2 separate regions of the Mus musculus genome follow, and region 1 is linked to region 2. Evidence: chromatin contacts called from public Hi-C data. All regions are on one chromosome and are shown on one strand. The core of a region is the stretch at or near the end of the contact, and the rest is flanking DNA. Distances in the headings are between cores, read along the strand shown. Region 1 has its middle 110 kb from the start of Gm22937. Region 2 has its middle 42 kb from the start of Gm34486.

Region 1 (3,140 bases), core at 549-3,048, 300 kb after region 2:
TGTGAGCATCCATTTCTGTATTTGTCAGGCACTGGCATAGCCTCATGAGACAGCTATAACAGGGTCCCTTCAGCAAAATCTTTCTGGCATATGCCATAGTGTCTGGGTTTGGTGGCTGATTATGGAATGGACCCCCGGTTAGGGTAGTCTCTGGATAATCCATCCTTTCGTCTTATCTCCAAACTTTGTCTCTGTAACTCCTTTCATGGGTATTTTGTTCCCTATTCTAAGGAGGAATGAAGTATCCACCCATTGGTCTTCCCTCTTCTTGATTTTCTTGTGTTTCTCCAACTGTAAGAATGCACAAATCCTACAGGCTTACTGTCTGTGTTTCTGACTAAGGACAACAGAACAGTCACCTGGAAGTAAGTTCTATGGTTGAAACAGGCACTTAGTCCCTTTTGCTGGATGCTTTGCAGATGCCATTCACTTGGGCCTGGGTATTAGATAGATCACAGAGCAACTCCACACTAAAAGAGCCTTGAAGCCGAGGAGCTCAGATGATGAGTCAGCTCAGAAGGACGGTTCTGTGTTTGGTGGTTAGGGTTTCTCTGCCTTCCAGCTGAGGGCACTGTCCAACAAACTCTGCTCAACTTTGAAAGACAAAGGAAGATCCTGGAGGCTAACACACCATGTAACAAATTTTTGGGAAACCAAGAAGGAGCCTGGAGAGATGGCTTGGTGGTTAAGAGTGTGTACTACTCTGCAGATATGGTTTCCAGCATGCACCCAGTAACTCACAACCATCTATAGCTCTGGTAACAGGGATTCTGATATCTACTTTAGGCCTCAGCAGGCACTGGCACTGCATACACACACACACACACACACACACACACACACACACACACACACACACACACACACGTGTATGTGTATATATATACATATGTATATACACACACACATATATATGTATATATATACACATATGTGTGTATGTGTATATGTATATGTAAGCAGAGAGAGCACTCATACACATAAAAAAGCAACATGTATTAAATGAACATTCTTTTTCATTCACTTTTAGTTTTTCTGCTGTTAGTGGGCTCATGTGTTTCCCCAGATAAGTACTCTCTTGTCTCCTTATTTGTCTGTTCCCCTTTCCACTTAGGGAGGAATGAGAGCTCTTTGCCTGATACTAGGAACAGCATATAAATATATTCTGAATAGAAATATTCTCTCTATGTTAGCCTCTCCCACATTTCTATGACTCCCGGAAGGTCTGCTGCCACAAACCCTTTGTCTCCCCCCCACTCAGTTGACAAAAAAAATCAAATCTACCAAAATCTACTTATCAGATAGATAATTTTGGAATAACTTCAATTTTATGCTCTACAAATATATGGAGATTTGTAGATAACGTTTCCAAGACAGAGCTCTCTCATGAAACTACTGTGTGGCATGGATAGCTTGAACTTCTGATTTTCTGGTCCCTGTCTCCCAAGTTCTGGAATTATAAGCATGTACTAGCATTAACCAGGGATATTATCTATCTATCTATCTATCTATCTATCTATCTATCTATCTATCTATCTATCTATCTATCTATCTATCTATCTATCTTGGATTATTAGGCTTTTGGAGATTTTGGAAGCTTTTCCTAAAGTTTAGTTCTCTGCTTCTGATTTGGTTTTTCTTAAACCCTTAAGGTGTGTTGTGGTTGGTGTTGAGTGAAAGAGGATACTCATCTCAGGAAGAAGATGCAGACAGAGCAAGAGTCAGTCCAGAAACCAGGCAGTTAGTGACATGTGCATTGTGTGGACTGACACTTGGCAGAGCCTGTGAACATGCTGGCTCTCTGCAACTTTGGGAATGGAGTCTGGAACGCTGCCTAATCCTCTTTGCATGAGAGTTCTTCCTTAGGGTGAACCAGTTTCCTGGCAAATAAAGCAAGACCACACTAGAAGAAGAGGCTCAAAGTAATAGAAGAACTTGCTGTGGTTACTTACAGTTAGGGAGTACTGTTTCTTCTGCTAGATAGAAATACCATCTAGAGCAGTGGTTTTCAACCTATGGGTGGAGACCCCTTGGGGGTGTGAAAAGACTTTCACAGGGGTCTCATATCAGCTATCCTGCATATCAGATACTTACATTACAATTAATAGCAGTAGCAAATTATAGTTATAAAGTAGCAATAAAAATAATTTTATGTTTGTGAGTCACTCCAACATGAGGAACTGTATTAAAGGGTTGCAGCATTAGGAAGGCCAAGAACCACTGATCTACAATCATGGGCTTCAAGAAGCTAATGTTATGGAAATAATAGACAGGACTTAACATGACTTTTGCTGGCATTGAAAAGGACACCATGAGAGGACTACTGCAAATCCTAGCAAAGATGACTCTTGGCTCATTGAAAGGTAAGCTATTTTTCATTTAAAATCTGTTCTTCTTCTACTTGGGAGACCTGACTCTGCTGGAGACATGACAGTGCCAAGCTGTCTAGGAATCAGAGTCTGTCAGAAAACTGCAGCTGTCTCTTGAAGTGAGAACTCCCCAGGCACAATCAGTCAGTTGGTTCTGTCACTTCAGCTGTGAAAGGAAGTCCTAGCTGTTACAGCACAAGAGCATTTCATGATGAAGGGCGCAAACACCCCAGCCCTCTTTCTGCCAATCTACAAGTGAGCTACCAGGATGATGCTCAGCACCATCTGTATGCAAATGTACACTCCAGTTTGGGTACCATCCTTCTTCAGCTCCAGGAAGAGGTTATACAGAGGCTCTTGCTTGTCTCATTCACTTTAAACTTGGCATGTTGAAAGGCAATGTCCTCCTAACCCTGTTGCCTACCCTCTTGTGTCTCCTTGGTGGATTGTTTATCATTCTAGCGCTGCTCTGAGGACTTTTCTCATCTTCTCTGCATCTTGCGTGGCCCTTTAGATGTTTTATATACACCCAGCACCTAGCATTTTGAATTTTAATGGTGTATTTATTCTCAGCCTACTTCTTCTATCTCCTGAAGAGTGTCTCACGAAAGAGTTATAGATCTGGTCATAAAATCCAATAAAGATGTGTTCGCCAGACTGATTTATTTTCTGAGCGCTCTCCCTGTTAAATTCATAAGAGGAACCAGATTTCTGCAGATATTTGACTACTGTAGTGGAAATGATAAGAGCAACAGCCCACCTAGGCACAGA
Region 2 (3,225 bases), core at 215-2,714:
CCCCGCAGCTCTTGACTCTAGCTGCATATGTATCAAAAGATGGCCTAGTCGGCCATCACTGGAAAGAGAGGCCCATTGGACTTGCAAACTTTATATGCCCCAGTACAGGGGCACGCTAGGGCCAAAAAGTGGGAGTGGGTGGGTAGGGGAGTGGGGGGGGGAGGGTATGGGGGACTTTTGGGATAGCATTGGAAATGTAAATGAGGAAAATACCTAATAAAAATATTAAAAAAAATAAATGCCTTTATTGGGCATTTGTCTTCCAGCCTGCCAATCAACCCTCCTGGGCGTGGTCACCTTTATACGTGTGCTTAGGTCTCCCTTTGCTCCACAGTACCAGCAGCTGATGCCAGCTCTGCTTCACTCATATACCCACACAGGCTACAGAAGTACAAATAACCCTTTTCTCTGTGTGGGCTGAGCTGCGAAGGGCTAAATAAATAATAAAAGTATTGTTAAAGTCTAAAAGAAAAAAAAATAAAGACGGGAGCTTTGTTTTCTGCTAAGACTGGTCATATCTACAGGATGTCTCATTCTTCCTCGGGGGCAGATGTGTGTCGGGGAGCTGAGGATTAGAATTCATTACTAAAGACTCAAGTCCTAGGGACTCCAGGTGTGTGGGTGGTCACAGCTCTGGAAGAAATTGTCTCTTTCCTTCAAAGTGGTTGTGGGAATTAAAGGCCTGAAAGGATGTGAATGAGGGAGGGGGAAGGGAAGACCTTGGAGAGGAAATGAAGAGAGAGGAGAGAGATAGGAAGGGGCAGACAGAGAGACAGAGACAGAGCTACAGAGGAGAGAGAAGAGAGGGGTGTCATGGTGGTGAGCCCAGTCCTGAGGGAAGGGTGGCCCCTCCCACATGGTCACCTCCAAGGGTCAGCTATCTTGCAGGAGATTCCTCTGGTCTTTTCTGCTGACCATTTATCTATGGACTGGATCTGAGGCCCTGGCAGTCACCTTAAATCTCTAAGTCCTCCCCAGAAGGAAGGTCAGGATCCTGTGTCCTGCTTAGTTACCACCTCTGAGCCCCTGCCACCACCATTAAGTCTTCCTGTATTCTCTTGTCACATGGGAGCATCCGAGGGCACATGACTTCTTTCTGGCATTCACCTGCAGTTGAGGGTGGAGAGGCCATTCTATCTCCAGGGCAGTCAGGACAGAGGCAGCTGTCCCTTGCCACATCTCCCTGATTTTCTTTCTCCTATAGAGGGTGGAGGACTCGTGCTGAGCACCAGCTGCCTGGCACCTTGGGCATTAGGATCTAGATCCCAGCGAAGCCTATGATATTGTCACCGTGGGACACACGGCTCCCTCTTTCTGATTCTTGTTCGTGTAGATAAGATAATCTATCTCTGACAAAAATTTAAAAATGCACGGAGAGAGTGTTGTAGTGGAACTTTCCCTCCAGGCCTGACATGACCACTAGCTAGCGCGAAGTAGAGACGACTTTGGCTTGGTAGTCATGGCAACAAATCATCACACCAATACAAAGAGCTAAGTTCCAAGTTCCGTAATGGCTGATGGCAGCAGCGCTGAGAGTGCTTCCCACCAGAAGGAGGGGAACGGACCTTCACCAGAGCGTGCGGCCATTAACTTACCCTTCCCGCTGCTGCCCATTGTCTCTTTTGTAATTAAAGATATTTTTATATAATATATTCTGATCGCAATTTCCCACCCAGACTGCTTTCAGATCCTCTTCAGCCCCACAGGCTTCCAAGTCCATGCCTGCTTTCTCTCTTTAGAAAACAAACCAGAGTTGAAAAAACAAAAAGAACAAAAAAGCACAGGAAACACAGACAGACAGACAGACTGACAAACACATACACTGACACACATATACATACACAGACACACACTGACATAAATACAAACATACATACATACAGACAGACAGACAGACACACACACACACACACTGAAAACACAGACACATGCACACACACACACACACACACAGAGACACTCTCAGGATAGACACTCTGACATGCACACATGGACAGACATACACAGACAAAAACACACAGAGGCACACACACACACACACACACACACACACACACACACACACCCAGAGGCACATACACACACATAGACAGACACACAAAACTCATAAGAACACAAAATTGGAAGTCACAATATACAAGTAAAATTAAAAAGAAAAGGTCAAACACGGTAATTTGAGAAAAAAATATCCACACGAAATACCATTGAGTTGGTTTGGTGTCAGCCATCTGGTTAGCAGGGCAGTGTGAAGAGCACTGGATACTGTTGGCCAGCTTAAAGGACCACGTGCAATTTATAGGATAAAATACAAACTGCTCACTTATTTTAAAATTACTATTATACATCTAAATAAAACATTGCACATATGTACTGGGGATAAAGGACTAGAGACTATTTCTGGATGTAACCAACCATACAACACACATTTTCTGAGGTGTTTAAAATGATATCTGCTTTTCTGTGTTCAGACTTCCATAGTAGTAACACTGGTTGCCTTTTATTTATGTCTGATTGGTTGAGTTTGGTCAAGACACAGGAAATAATGAAGTTGGTGTCACAACTCTGTGCTTTGCATGACTCAAGGCTGTAAGTATTGAGTGTATCCATATAGTCCCATTCCTTCTAAAAATATAAAGTATTTTAGTATTTTGGTTTATTTTTTGAGAATTTCATACATGTAGATATATGCATATATAAATATATAAAAGATTTATTTATTTTATATATATATGAGTACACTGTCTCTGTCTTCAGACACACCAGAAGAGGGCATCAGACCCCATTACAGATGGTTGTGAGCCACCATGTGGTTGCTGGGAATTGAACTCAGGACCTCTGTAAGGAGCAGTCAGTGCTCTTAACCATTGAGCCGTCTCTCCAGCCCTGTATACAATATATTTTGATCATTTCTGTCCCCTTTCTCTTCCAGCTCCTCTTAGACCCCACTTCTCTCTTTCGACTTCATGTCTTTTAGTTTTTGCTAACTCATATAGTTGGTAAATTCTTTAGTTTATTTAGTGATGCTGGTGGACTCACAGACATGGGTCCGTGCACTGATTAATTTATTTAGTGATGTCATTGGACTCACAGACATGGGTCCGTGCACTGATTAGTTTATTGAGTGATGCTGGAGGACTCACTGGAGCTTGCTCAGCCTATCAGGAGACAGATGCCTGAAGAAAATGAATCAATTCTCCTTTAGCAACCATGTGCCAATAGCTCCTC

The links. A called contact is a pair of places that touch in the nucleus more often than the background predicts.
Region 1: a contact with region 2 is called in a Hi-C map of cerebellum, with 2.7 times the contacts expected there. The contact joins two enhancer-like sites. A contact is called at or near these places in 4 of 484 Hi-C or Micro-C datasets (cerebellum, cerebral cortex, cortical neurons and 1 more).

The regions. Positions count from the first base shown.
Region 1 is chr10:71,787,638-71,790,777 of GRCm38.p6, forward strand. No RefSeq gene overlaps it. Among named protein-coding and RNA genes, the nearest start is that of Gm22937, 110 kb to the right of the region's middle. Within about 2 kb of position 1,799, at least 4 of the 459 cell types and tissues checked have an H3K27ac peak or open chromatin away from gene starts, as enhancers often do. A contact at or near this core is called in cerebellum, where this site is marked.
Region 2 is chr10:71,484,082-71,487,306 of GRCm38.p6, forward strand. No RefSeq gene overlaps it. Among named protein-coding and RNA genes, the nearest start is that of Gm34486, 42 kb to the right of the region's middle. Within about 2 kb of position 1,465, at least 13 of the 459 cell types and tissues checked have an H3K27ac peak or open chromatin away from gene starts, as enhancers often do. A contact at or near this core is called in cerebellum, where this site is marked.